2 separate regions of the Arabidopsis thaliana genome follow, and region 2 is linked to region 1. A link is a contact called in public capture Hi-C data. All regions are on one chromosome and are shown on one strand. Each heading gives the region's core, a stretch centred on a gene start, on an enhancer-like site or on the middle of the called end of the contact. The rest is flanking DNA. Distances are from core to core; before and after follow the strand shown. Region 1 holds the start of AT5G24200 (alpha/beta-Hydrolases superfamily protein). Region 2 holds the start of AT5G25400 (Nucleotide-sugar transporter family protein).

The links. Capture Hi-C pulls out chosen DNA fragments and counts their contacts.
Region 2: a capture Hi-C map of root shows a contact between it and region 1, with 3 times the contacts expected there. The contact joins the promoter of AT5G25400 here to the promoter of AT5G24200 in region 1. A contact is called at or near these places in 3 of 26 Hi-C or Micro-C datasets (callus, root and seedling) and 3 of 3 other capture datasets (root, seedling and shoot).

The regions. Positions count from the first base shown.
Region 1 is chr5:8,199,090-8,206,761 of TAIR10.1, forward strand. It overlaps AT5G24200 (alpha/beta-Hydrolases superfamily protein), which reads left to right and starts at 3,830. Exons shown (of 4, transcript NM_001343849.1): 1 at 3,830-4,045; 2 at 4,174-4,320; 3 at 4,720-5,341; 4 at 6,187-6,735. The coding sequence starts at 4,259. The coding sequence ends at 6,537. It overlaps AT5G24190 (Lipase class 3-related protein), which reads left to right and starts at 668. Exons shown (of 2, transcript NM_122325.2): 1 at 668-1,012; 2 at 1,292-1,962. The coding sequence starts at 668. The coding sequence ends at 1,684.
Region 2 is chr5:8,818,172-8,825,843 of TAIR10.1, forward strand. It overlaps AT5G25400 (Nucleotide-sugar transporter family protein), which reads left to right and starts at 5,005. Exons shown (of 1, transcript NM_122449.2): 1 at 5,005-6,468. The coding sequence starts at 5,112. The coding sequence ends at 6,161. SHN3 (Integrase-type DNA-binding superfamily protein) reads left to right here and starts at 2,287. Exons shown (of 2, transcript NM_122448.4): 1 at 2,287-2,545; 2 at 3,081-3,891. The coding sequence starts at 2,466. The coding sequence ends at 3,570.

The sequences.
Region 1 (7,672 bases), core at 2,580-5,079:
TAATTGTCACATGAAATGAATGTTATGACTTTATTTAAACTAGTATTGATACTTAAAAAAAAAAGATATGTTTTCAGGTGAATTTTATATTAACCTTTTTTCTTTGAATATAATTTAACATTAAATTTGAAAAAAGTATTAAAATTACTACTAAAATTTTATTTAAAATAAACATCAATAATAAATATTTCAGAAGAGACTAAATTCATTAAATGAATTGTTTTCAACTACATTGTGTTCATTTCCACTTTTTCTCTTATCATTTCGTTCTTATTATTATTTGATGATCACCACTCACCACCAATGTGTGGTAATAAAAAAAATACCAATACCTACTAGCTAGCTACTAAAAGATATATTGGTTTTGTTAAATAGGAACAATTCGTACCATCGAACTTCAGTGGCATCATGTTTGGTAAATGGAGTGTACTTATTGGAAGGGGACAGGCTTAAGAAAAGGGTACGTCGTCCCGATTCACTAGCCACGGCTTGGTGGGAATTTTTCCACTTCACTTTACTCGAAACCTTGATCGACGACGACCGCTCCATATATGGCGCCATTTTCGAATACGACCACTACAATCTTTACCAAAAAAACCCTAATTTGAAACCACCTCCACATTATGTTATTGCCTTCCGCGGCACGGTTCTAAAGGGAGAAACTTGGATGCCTGATGTGAAACTTGACATCCGATGCATCTTAGATAACCTCCATCAAGGCCCCAGGACTATCCACGCCATACAAGCTATCCGCGCTATGATTGACAAACACAGCGAATCAGCTATCTGGCTTGCTGGACACTCTTTGGGAGCCGCCCTAGTGTTGCTGGCCGGGAAGACCATGAAAATTTCTGGATTCCTTCTCGAGAGTTACATATTCAACCCACCCATCATATCTATTCCTCTAGAGCAGCTACCTGGCGGCGTTCTACTTAAAGGTGTGTTTCGAATCACCGAGAGCCTCGTCAAAGCTACTGCAGCTACTGTTACTATGGCCTTAACTGATCAACGGGTAAATATATAATCTTTTTAACGAATTTCAAATGTTTGATCATTTTTGGATAACGAATTCAATTAGCTATGGTGGTTTAGTCATTAAGAACTCATCTTGTTAGTCGAGGCCACGATATCAAGTTTTCCATGTTGGTCAAATTAGAAAATTATTACAAAAAAAAAACAACATTGTTGAAAATATTTCCAGTACTAGTTTATAGTTTATTTTCTTACGAGAACCTATATTGATACTTTTTTTTTTTTTGTAAATCAATACGGTTGTCTTTAACTATTACAGGTTCAAGAAGATTCCAAAACAGCATTGTGGATACCTTATTTATATGTGAATCCAGCAGATCCAATATGTGCAGGATACATTGATTACTTCAAACACAAAATCTTCATGTCTAAGATCGGAGCAAGCCACATCGAGAGAATCGGTTCTAGAAGCTCATTTAGAAATCCATGGACCCGAAGAATAGGAACATCATCATCATCATCATCACCACTGTCTGATTTGTCAATGGAACCTCTTCACCTTCTTCCATCAGCAGATATGACTGTAAACAAGAACAAATCGGCTTCGTCTATGGCAGCTCATGGGCTTCACCAATGGTGGGAGCAAGACTCCGTCCTAAGGAAAAATTGGAAAAACTGTTTGATTAGGCCCGATCCTGGAGACAAATCTTGAAGAGTGCATCAAATGATAAATTAGAGGGCCATATAATAAGGTTTTTTGTTTGGTTAAATTGATGTATGCCTCTTATTTATGTTCTGCTGATCGTTAGTTTGGAACACTCTATCTACCCTTTTCCATGGCACTATGGTTCGTTTCCGTTCATATCTTGTTTTTCTGTCTTTTCCATGTTTTGGAATCATTAATTGAACAAAAATGGATTGTGGTTGGATTTCAATTTTATTATGGCCGGTTTTGGTGAGATATCCGACCTTTAATGGTGTTATGTTTTGTAGCTTTTTCAATCATTTTGTTGTCAATTGCATTTCGTATTATATAGTTTAAAATAAAACAAACCATCATACTTAAATTTAAACAAATAAATATTTCTGATTAAGAATGTTTTTCCTAAATTCTATTTTACAATGTTTTTTTTTTTAAATTGAACTCCTTTAGTTTTGGTGTAAACAAATTAAATATAATCTTTATTTTAAATAGATTTGAAATATACCAAAACGCTTTCATTATCATTAAATATTTTGTTACGTAAACAATTTAAAAATTTATTGGCTCGGACAATCGGTTTCATATTTAAAATAACATATCCAGTCTATACCCAACATTTATATCGGGTCGAATTTAAGTTTTCATTCAATTTTAGATAAAAATATAGTATTTTGTGTTATATATTATATTTTTATTAATTTTATATACTAAGTCTAATTGAATATGAATTTGAGTTAAAAAAAATATATTTGGTTTGATTCTATACCTAAACTCGTATATCTTTTCAAATCGAAGATTGGATATGGTCATATGGACATGGTTCATCCGTTTTAAAAAAAATATTTGGTTTGATTCTATACCTAAACTCGTATATTTTTTCAAATCGAAGATTGGATATGGTCATATGGACATGGTTCATCCGTTTTCTTAAAAAAATTGTATGGTATACCCAAAAAATGTACAACTATATAGTCGTATTTCATTTTTTTCAAATGTGAACTGCGAGTAAATTATCTGCTGAATGAGTGTTAAGGTATATAGCGTGATTGATTGCCAAAGTCAAAGAAAATATGCACCGTTCATTTGTGCTGCGAGCACAGCCATTATATACAAATTAAACCATGTGATCCCTTAAAAAAAGAGACGTGGAGATCTCTCCCCCGTACTCATGTTGCTTACCATGGATAATAGGAACAAATATAATTTTAGAAAAATAACTTGTTTTTTTTTTGTCTAGGTTATTTTAGTCGACGATTTAGTCAAAATTCATTACAATTTAAAAAATATATAAGTAAATGTTATATAAAATTTGCAAAAGGAATAAAAGTAGACGTACGTCCAGAGAAATCGTTTTCTTTGTGTGGTGTGACTGACTGTGTCAGTGTGTGTTTGGTATTTGTTTAATTCTCGGTTGTTTTTATTTTGTTTTTCTAAAAGCATATATATGAAGATGATGCATGCACGAATTAAAGCATATATGAAGATGTTGTTATAACATACATTACCTTGGTGAAGTATGTAAGGGCTTACCCCAGACAAAAAAAAAATGTATAATGTATTTGCTTTAATTCTTCACATTTACTTTTATATTAATTTTCTTAAGACTCTATAATTTGTAAAAAATTCAAAAAATCCACAAAACTATCCCTACAAAATATTTAAAAAGTGTATGAAACTTATTCTTAAGTTTTAATTTGAAGACTGATTTTAAATCAGTGTTTAGGAAGACTCTAGTTATATATGAAATTTACATTGGAAGACTTTTTGAGTCTTCCCAAATGATACATTTGGTTTCAATACGAAGACGCCTAGAAAGTCTTTCCAAATGATATTTTTTTCAAAGATTTTAGTAGTAATTATTATTGAAATATGTTTTAGAAAATTATCATAGATTTAAATAACAACACATTAAATGATCTTTCCAGGTACTTTCCCAAAGTATTTAACAGTTTCCATATGCTTTCTCAATCACCTTAGCTTTATTTCAACTCAAATATCTTCATGGGAAATTTACCGACAATTTCCTATTTGTTTTGTATTCCTATTCGTTTTGTTAAAAAGAAAAGAGGAAATTGTTGTGGAAATTTGTGGCTAAATTCCCCGTGGAGATACACAAGACATATTTAATATTTATCTTCCTCCTTTATTTTTTGTATATCTTGACAATTTTTATTTCTAGAGAAAACAACAATTCCTCTCATTGATCATATAAATAGATGACTTAGAGTTAGAACAATCACAATGAATTTTTAAAACTAGCTCAAATGTCTTTCTCTTCAGGTTGATCATCAACCTGTGTTTGTTTTTGGTTGGTTTCGTCAGTAGCTCTCTCACTTCACTCACAAAGTGAAACCAGTTACAAAACCAGGGGTACTTGATATTTTTGTATTTACAGCTATATCATTGTATCTATCATACACTTTAATTATTTTAATTTTATGTTTTAGTTAATTACTATATACTTTTATTGTTAGTTACATCACCTTTTTCGTATGTAGTATGAATGGATACCATTCTAACATGTAAGTGATAAAAAGAAGAAGAAGAGAAGACGGTGAAAGTGTGAATTAGGAGGAGCTGCTGATGGCCTCACGCAGAGAGATTTTTAGCTTTTCTGGTCCCCCTCCAATTCCCTCTTTTGACTGGTAAATATGCAGTTTCATTTTATATCTTCCCTTCCAAAATAATATTGATTATGGATTCTTTTTTGCCCTTTTTTTTTTTTTAAACAAAGAGTAGATGATTACATTGATCACGAATTATTACTCAAATATCGCAAATTCGATTTAGATACCATTATTTTTTTAACAGAACAAAAATCTGAGAGACAAAAATAATTAATTGACTGTACAAATATATTGATACCACTTCATCCGATGGTTTTTTATTGGTTCTTTTTTCTTTTGACTTCGACATACTTTTGCATGTGTCTTTCAACATTAAATTCAAGTAATATTTCTTAATGATGACACAAACAAAATAATATACATATCTACTCGATGATTCTGTGGTGTATATACTGTAATTGGTTTGTTTTTCAATAGGAACAATTTGTACCACCGAGCGTCATTGGTATCATGTTTAGTGCAAGGAGTGTACACAATGGAACGAGATAGGCAACAAAACCGGTGTGGTTCTGACTCAAAAGCTAGACCTTGGTGGGCGTTTTACAGGTTCACTTTATACCAACAACTTAGGGACGCATTAGATGGCTCCATATACGGGGCCGTTTTCCAGAACGACATCAATTACCAGAATACTCCCAACTCGATAGTACCTCCACGTTACATTATTGCGTTACGTGGAACGATCTTAAGCCCACAAACTATGGCTTGTGATGTTCAGCTTAACATTCGTATCGCCTTCGAGAACCTCTACCGCGGGGGTAGATTTGTGCAGGCCATTCAAGCAATGCAATATTTTGTGGCCACATATGGAAACACAGCTATCTGGATCGCTGGACACTCTCTAGGAGCTGGCCTTGCACTACTCGCGGGGAAGATCATGGCCATGTATGGATGCCCTGTCGAGGCTTACATCTTCAATCCACCTATCTCCTTGATTCCTCTAGAGCAGCTAGTGGAGAGTGAGGATCTTAAATGTGCGGTCCGACTCGCTAGGGATATCCTCAAAGCCGGCATAGCAAGAGTCCTAGACCTTAATGAGGTATCAAATCTTCATAATACTTATGGTACTTCACAAATAATACTATCTCCCAAATAATATGGGGGGATTGACACAAATGGCACTAAAAAACTTTATTATTCCAAAAATGATACTTTGTTTTGAAACTTCCAAAAATATCATATAAAGTTTTTAATCATTTATATATTAATTAAATAATAAAGTTTTTTATTACTATTTGTATCAATTCCCTAAATAAAAATGAGAGCAACCACTAATCTAATATTAAATTGAATCAAAAAAAAATTAAATATTGGAAATATATACCCTAAATTGGAAATAAAAAAAACCCAAATATAATAATACAAACTAATTTTAAAATGAAAAATCTCTTTTAAATGGTGAAAATATATACCCTAAATTGGAAATAAGAAACCCAAATATAATACCATCAACTAATATTAAAATAAATCAAAATTTCTTTTAAATAGTTGAAATATATACCCTAAATTGGAAATACAGAATCCAAATATAATATTTTAAATTTCTAATTTATTTTGGTTGAATAGATTTTATATAAAATTGTGGTATTATTATTGTTCATAAAACTTGTTTTACTGTTACTTTAAGGAATTTTTCAAATAATTATTTGAATGCTATTTATGTCTTAAAAACTTTTTAATGTTATTTTTTTCTAAAAAACTTAAAAGTGTGCTATTTGTGGGAATTTCTCAATAATATAATACCTCACAAATAATGTCCCCCAACCATATAAAATTTTCAATAAAATAACCATTAAAGCTAGATATTGAAATTGTTAATAGGTTTGCCTTTTCTTACAAGAAACTTGATCACCTCTTGATACACTTATCTTGAATTATATACAGGGTCACGAAAGCCATCTATTTATGAATCTAGCTTCCTGGAGACCTCATTTGTTTGTGAACCAATCAGATCCAATCTGCTCAGAATATATTGGCTATTTCAATCATAGAGGCGATATGAATGAGCTGCAACTGGGTAGGATCGAGAGGTTGGCTAGATACTCAATTAGGAGAATATTGTTCGGAGGAGGAGAAAGTTCGTCGTCGTATTCTTCAGAAGAACATCTTCATTTTCTTCCGTCGGCCATCGTGATGGTGAACACAATCATATCACCGGATTTTCAGACAGATCATGGGATTCATCAATGGTGGAATCCTATGCTTGGACAGTTTTCATACCAAATTATAGCATGACTTGCGCTTAATTTCATCGCTTCAGTTATTTTCTTTTCAGTTGAATCTTCTATACAAATATTGTAAGGTTTTTTTGCTTCATGTCACATCAAACTTTTTTTCAGCATTTTATTTTCAATTGGATTACTTCCCGAATATACTTTATTTGATTAACATTATTCTTCTATTAATTAACTTTACTTACCTAGTAGTAATTTGTTAAATAGGATATGTTCAAATTTACCAACTAGAAATATATAAGCAACATATTTCCAGTGAATTCTTAAATATCGTAAAGACTATGTAATTGTGTTCGAGTATGAGTAACCAAAACGATTTATTTGACCCAATGGAGTCCATTGAATGGACCTATTAATAAGGCGCACATGGCAGTAGGGTAAGAGGGTTACTTGTTACTTGTTTTCCATGAACGATTTGTACTATTAATAAGGCACATGGCCGTACAAATTAACGGTAAGGAAGAAAGTTACTGGAAAACTAGTAAATCTGATCAAAGCCTTAATTTGACTAACTTTTGAAAACCAAAAAAATATGTTCATCTTCATAAAGAGATATTCGAAAAGTTTACAAAGTATAATCGATACCGTTTATTATTGTTTAATTTTCTCATTTGCGAAGTATATGGATTTCAATTTTCTGGCCTTGCACCTCCTACATGAGATCTTGAACTTCGGGCCTAGCCCTCATCAATAATTAAAGAGTTTCTTATAAGCATCTTGTGTCAAGCAAAAGTAAATGAGAAAGTTCACCTTAAAATTCTCGGGGTTTTTTCTTGGATTTTGAATCATCACTTAAAGTTCACCTTCATAAAACAGGACGAAAACATTGACAATGCAAAACATATCTATAGAAGTGTATTGATTACCTCTTGCTTTTTGTATGCAAGACACCGTTTTCGCTTGTAGTGACTAGAATTTATCTTTCAAAGTAGCATAGAACTTACGAAACTGTTAGACAACATACTTAACTTCAATATGACCAACAAAATGGTTGATAGTTGTAAGAGACTAAGTAAAAGAAACAGAAATGGGAAGGGGAAGATATTTCACCTAAAATTGACTTGGCAATAGAATCGCAAAGTTCTTACCAATAAAGAAAAATATTAATCATGAAGTTTATTTTTTGGGAATGTAGC
Region 2 (7,672 bases), core at 3,755-6,254, 620 kb after region 1:
TTATTTCTTTCACAATATCATACTAAAGATGAATTATACGTATATTTGTCGTAAATAAACGGAGCGATATATCATAGAGAAATATCCTAAAATAGCACTCAAACAAGTTTAATGGACAATTAAAATAACATTGTCCACAAATTTGTAAAATTAGCTTTAGTGAATTTACTCAGTAACTATTTTATAATTATATAAATTAACAAAATTAATTACAATTTGAAATCACGATTAATTTACAAACAATCGTGTGAAACGTCAATCGAATGTTAATAACTTTATATTAGTTTTTTACTATGAATTTGTGTTTTTTTAGAGTTTTAGAGATTGTGTGTTAAATTTAGTAACAAACTTACTTTCATGCTATTTATGAGAATTGCATATTTCTAGACCAATTTTTTATTATTATAATTCATATAATTATTCTTGAATTATTTATGTGCTATTTGTGAGAATTACCAATTTCTAGACCAATATTTTATTATTATTCATATAATTAAACGTTTATTGAATTATTTTAGCTCTAAAAAATATAATGAAATTTAGAATTGTTATAGAAACTTTAAATGACTCAAAACTGATCTTTGTTTTTTTGTCAACCACACATTAATTAAAAACTGATCTTTGTTAAACATCTAAATATTGAAAAACAAAAGGATTACCACCGCACCTATCCTGCATCGTCTTGTACCATTTGCATTCATCAGAGCCATTATATATTCATGTGGCTGTCACATCCTTATATACATTTCAACTTATAAATTTAATTTTGTACGTTTAGCAGATGTTGGTGAATTCATTTATTCAAGCTTAAGGTTTAACTCGTTCTTGTCTCCTTTAGGTTCATAACATTTAATGGACAACAACTACTCCAAATATCCGTGGACTTTACCACGCGACGCACCGACAATTCTCTAGCCTTTTCATTAATTGATCAGTAAAAACACTTCTATAATTTTAATTATTCTCAGAAATTTTAACCGGTAGTAACATAAACGTAGATGATCGAAAAAGATGAAATCGAGGTCTCTGTTTTGTGTCGAATTAATAGATCTATAAGAAATCAAACAATGAAAATTAAATAGATGAATGAAATATGTTTTGACGACGTTTTCACGTCACTGTTTAAGTTATCTGTTAGTAAAATTTGATAGCATTTAATTTGAATTGCTATGTAACTCGGAATAAATTCGACGGCAAGAGGTGTGGGATGTGATCAGTCTTCTAATTAAGTGTAATCTTTACAAAAAATCAGTATGAGTTAATACAGGTTTATAAATAGAAAGACATCTACAGTAAAACCTCTATAAATTAATAATGTTGGGACTGCAAAATTTTATTAATTTAGAAAGATTTTAATTTATCGATAAATTAATATTTATTAATTTATAGAGAGATTTTCGTAATTTAGTAACTTTTCAAAAATTTCTATAAAATTTTTTTCATTATAGAAAATATCTTTCAAAAATCAATTACAAGTAAATAATAATATCATGTTTAGAAAACAACACCAAAAGTTTTTGATAAAGTAAAATACTATAACTAAATTTAAATAAGAATAAATACAAATTTTAAGCAAAAAAATATTAGAATTATATTTCAAAATAATTTCTTACATATAATGTATATATAGTTGATATATTTATAAAATTATTAATTTATGATATTGATGGGACCATATATTTACATAAGATTTTTTAAAAAGTTATTATCTTATTAATTTATCGATTTGTGTCACTTTTTACACTGATCCCAACTCGGGACTGGAAGAATTTATTAATTTATAGAGGTTATTAATTTATCGAGTATTAATTTATAGAGGTTTAACTGTATATGAATAATTGAATACACATGGGACATCATTATAGTTACCTTAGTACGATTTTATGCATTTGGTTACCAAAATCCACTAGGCTTCGTAATTGGTTGTGGGTCAGTGTCCATTCGATAGTTTGCATTAGCGATAAACACTTAAAACAGTAAAACGTGATCTATTTTTAAACAATAACATTTCTTCTTATCAAATATTCACATAATTAATGAAGAAAAGAGACGAATTGATAGGCAATAAGAAATATGATCACTTGGTACCATTGTATGCATGGTATGAACTGACATCAAGTATTTGTACGTTGTAGGGTAATTATTAACATTGTAGAATGACAAGTATGATCAAATGGAAAAGGATTAGTTATATGTAGCAAAACTAGTATTTGTACTTGGACTATCTTGTCATGTAGTTTTCCTAACGCTATATATAATCCAATAACCCCATGACACGGAAGAGATAGGGGACATACAATAAATATCAGTAGAGAGGACGTGGGAAAAGCAGAGAGTTAAGTGAGTAGTTGGAGATAGAAAGATCAGAGACGAGGAATCTCTCTCCCACTCTCACTTTCTCTCCTATTCTTAGTTCGTGTCAGAAACACACAGAGAAATTAAGAACCCTAATTTAAAACAGAAGAATGGTACATTCGAAGAAGTTCCGAGGTGTCCGCCAGCGTCAGTGGGGTTCTTGGGTTTCTGAGATTCGTCATCCTCTCTTGTCAGTTCTCTCTCCCTCTCTATCTATTAATAGAGACAACAGTATAAATCTGTTTATGCAAGTCCATGCTATGAGTTAAGTTTACATTTTTGGTGTACGTGTAGGGCAGTTTTCTGATCATTGATTATATTTTCGAAGATTCATGCAAAGCTCTTATAATATCATGCATTTTTGTTTAAGTCGTTTTCCTTATTTTTTTCCAATTAAAAAACCCACGTTTATTAACATATACATATGTTGAGTATTTGTACTTTTTGTGTTGTATTTTGAAATTTTGAGTGTACATAAATTTAAATGCTTTGTCATATAATTGATACTGATGTATTTTCTATGTCTTAGTTGGATTATAGAAAATCATATAGCAAAGAATTGGGAAGGAACGAACACTACTCACTATAAACTTTCCTCAAAAAGAAAACGACCCAATTTATTATCAGTAACAATTTATAACAAATTTGTTGTGTGTTTGTTTTAGTACTTTGAAGTTTGAATAAAATGTGTGTTTTTTGCTTACGTAACTTATGTGAGCTATCAGGAAGAGAAGAGTGTGGCTAGGAACATTCGACACGGCGGAAACAGCGGCTAGAGCCTACGACCAAGCCGCGGTTCTAATGAACGGCCAGAGCGCGAAGACTAACTTCCCCGTCATCAAATCGAACGGTTCAAATTCCTTGGAGATTAACTCTGCGTTAAGGTCTCCCAAATCATTATCGGAACTATTGAACGCTAAGCTAAGGAAGAACTGTAAAGACCAGACACCGTATCTGACGTGTCTCCGCCTCGACAACGACAGCTCACACATCGGCGTCTGGCAGAAACGCGCCGGGTCAAAAACGAGTCCAAACTGGGTCAAGCTTGTTGAACTAGGTGACAAAGTTAACGCACGTCCCGGTGGTGATATTGAGACTAATAAGATGAAGGTACGAAACGAAGACGTTCAGGAAGATGATCAAATGGCGATGCAGATGATCGAGGAGTTGCTTAACTGGACCTGTCCTGGATCTGGATCCATTGCACAGGTCTAAAGGAGAATCATTGAATTATATGATCAAGATAATAATATAGTTGAGGGTTAATAATAATCGAGGGTAAGTAATTTACGTGTAGCTAATAATTAATATAATTTTCGAACATATATATGAATATATGATAGCTCTAGAAATGAGTACGTATATATACGTAAACATTTTTCCTCAAATATAGTATATGTGTTGTGATTCTAAGACTTGTAAACTGATATGGCCTACTGTTTAAAGAGTAGTTGATATTTTCTATTGAATTTGTGGACATGATATAATTACAGGAGATTAGTATAGTAGTCATTATGATACTTATGAAGGTACAAGTGGTAGGATGATAATTAATTAGTTTAATAAAGAATAATGAACATTAAATGTGAAAGAGATTTGCCACTTTTGTTAAACACATCTGCGAATCAGATTCTTGTGATTCGAATGTTAGTCCTACCTAGATTAAGAAAGGTTTTACTATTTTAACATGTTTACCTGGTTTGGGTAAAGTTCATGTCCTGTCCTATTCCGTCTTGTCCCGATCATGATAAACTTTATGAGCAATTCTTATAGAATTTTATTTTAAAATACTGATTTTTGATATTCAATTTTATTTGATTATTTTTTACTTAGGCATGTGATAAAGGCGATTTTGACTTAGTTTCACATACAAGTTTAAGTAAATTATCTTACATAACAAAAGAGATTCAAGTAAATAAATCTAAGCGGGCTAAAATTAATCAACTAGCTCAAGTTGAAACATTTTATCAAGTGAACCTCTTCCAAGTCTAGATAGCATCTCAAGTTTATATATGATATCATATCATGGACACACTTTGGATTTTGGATATTTTGTGTCGATGTTTAAACATCTTGTTTAGATATAAGGAGAGCATCTATTTTGACATAAATATTTAATAGGTTAAGTTGACGAATTTTGATATTTTGGATATTTTGATGCGGTAGGGTTATTTTATTATTTTTATTCTATTTTGACTGAGACGATTATATATAGATTACCGGCAATATTTTTGTTTTTTGGATACTTAAAATATAAATACTGTTATATATGTCTTCTAGATATTTTATATGAGAGGTCTAATAAGTTTTAAAAATACATAAATATGTAACTAATTAAATATTCATGTTATATCGAATAAAAATATTAGTATTCAACCGCACTATATCATTTATGTAAACATTGTTTCTCAAAAATGATTTAAAATCTTAAAACGGACACAAACACCAGGTATAAAGTTTTAACTAGTTATATTGGCTGGTTTAGAGTTAAATTACATTTTGTTAGTTCAGAATTTGACTGGTTTGGTCGTTTTAAAATTTAATTAATTTCGCTATTATTCTTTTTATTTTATTTTATTTATAACCGAAAACAATTATAAATTGGTGAATCACTTCCGTTACGTGTGAGTCTCTCTCTTTTAGTAAACTCTGAAAACGTTTTTTCAGGATCTCACCAAAATTCACAAACTTCGGAGAATACACCACCGTCTCCGCCGCAGAACCACCGTCGTAAGAGAGGCAAAAACATCACGAATATGGGTAAAGGTGGATCACTAAGCGAAGGCGTGATTAAGAACATAATCATCTCCTACACATACGTAGCAATATGGATCTTCCTAAGCTTCACCGTCATCGTCTACAACAAATATATCCTCGACAAGAAGATGTACGATTGGCCATTCCCGATCTCACTCACAATGATCCACATGTCCTTTTGCTCAACCCTAGCTTTTCTTCTCATCAAGGTCTTCAAATTTGTCGAACCGGTCTCAATGTCACGTGACACTTATCTCAGATCCGTCGTCCCGATCGGAGCCTTGTATTCACTCTCTCTTTGGCTCTCTAACTCAGCCTACATTTACCTCTCGGTCTCCTTCATTCAGATGCTCAAAGCGTTAATGCCAGTCGCCGTTTATTCAATTGGCGTGCTCTTCAAGAAAGAGGGTTTCAAATCTGAGACGATGATGAACATGCTTTCGATCTCATTTGGTGTAGCCATTGCTGCTTATGGCGAAGCTAGATTCGATGTTTGGGGTGTGATTCTCCAGCTTGGTGCTGTTGCTTTCGAGGCGACTCGTTTGGTAATGATTCAGATCTTGCTTACTTCTAAAGGAATCACTTTGAATCCTATCACTTCTCTTTATTACGTTGCTCCTTGCTGCTTAGCTTTCTTGTTTATCCCTTGGATTGTCGTGGAGTTTCCGATCTTGAGAGATACCTCTAGCTTCCATTTCGATTACCTCATTTTCGGGACGAATTCGTTCTGTGCATTTGCTCTGAATCTTGCTGTGTTTCTTTTGGTTGGGAAAACCTCTGCTTTGACCATGAATGTTGCTGGTGTGGTTAAGGACTGGCTCTTGATCGCCTTTTCGTGGTCGGTCATTAAGGACACAGTGACTCCTATTAATCTTTTTGGTTATGGGATTGCTTTCTTGGGAGTTGCGTATTATAATCACGCGAAGCTACAAGCATTGAAGGCTAAAGAAGCTCAGAAGACTGCTCAGCAAGTTGATGAAGAGACTGGTCGGCTTTTGGAAGAGAGGGAAGGAAATGAAGGTGGGAGGAAGAATGAGCCAGAGGATTAAAAGGTGAAGAATTGGATTTTGGTAAAACTTCAAATTTTTTTGTTTAACATACATTTGCTGGAATAAGAGCTTGAAGGTTATAGTAGATGCCAGAAATTTTTGGTTTTGATAATGAGAGACATAAGGGAATGGCATTTGGTCTAAGTGGTCTTGTTTAGTTCTTCCTATGTTACTATTTGCCTTAGCGGTGAATCCTGTGTTAGGTTCTGATCTATCGATACCCATATGAGAGTATCCTAGATAGTGAAAATTGTCTTTATCTTCTGTTCTTTTTTTTTTCTTTTCAAGTTCCTTCTTTTTAGTTTTGGCTGCCAATGGACTATATATATTGCGTGAATCATAAATAGTGCAGATTGAAAAAAAACAAAAACGATAGTGCATAATTTTTGCTATGAAGTTGATTACTATTTGCCTCGCAATAATACTTTTAGTAAATTTTGCAGTTGGAACATTTTGGATATTCATTGAAAATTTTAAAAAGTATACAGGTTGATCTTTATCGATTTTTCCATTATTTGTCTTTGAAGTTTTTAGTTTAAGGAAATAATTTGACAGTTAACTAACTAATTCCCCTTCACTATTATTAGTACGAAATAATAATATGTTTGTGGCCCAAACTCGTCAGCCTATAAACATAACAAAGATAAACTACACAATTACGTATAGCGTGAAGGTTTGTGTTAGTGTTGTTAATGTATGGTTCATTTTTCAAGAACACCAAATTAAAAAAAAAAAAAATCAAGACACACAAAAAAAAAAGATTTCTCTTTTTGAAACATATCTAGGTTGATAAAAACATAATCCCAAAATAAAAACATAATCTTAAAGAAGTTCACACAAGATGTTACGAATTTAAAGAAACAGAAAATATGTCATCATAAAATCAAACATGAGGGATAATCAAACGAATCAGAAGATTGCAATCTTCAGGCCAGCTCGAGCTCCGGTGAAACCTTGATGATTTGCTTTTGCTGCTTCCTCTTCACTCACCAGAAGAGGCAGCCACCATCCACTAGTAGGGCAAAGATGCCCAACAAGATCAGGTAGAACTGTCTTGGTGGGATCAGATCCGTCATATTTGGTCCGCTCTCCATCTAAAATTTTTATCTAGATCTTATTCTTAATCTTTGTTCTAAGAAGCGTTTGATTCAATAAACATACCTTGGTTGCGTCACATATGTCTTTCAGAGGAGTCAAGAAGCAGAGCACAAACTTCGATTGGAAATTGTTTCGTTGAGTTTTTTTTTATGAAGTAGTGGTTTGTTTTGTTTTGAACTTTGAAGGGTAACTAACAGTCTAATAAGTCTTAGTACTCTAACACTAAATTAATTATACTTTAGAACACAAGTAAAGTATAACTAACCGTCTAATAAGTCTTAGTGCTCTAACAATAAATTTTCACAATCCATCTCTTGATCTCTTCACGTCATTCACCGGCCAGCTCGAGCTCCGGTGAAATCATGATGATTTGTTTTTGCTGCTAGCTTCCTCTTCACGTACCAAAAGAGCAT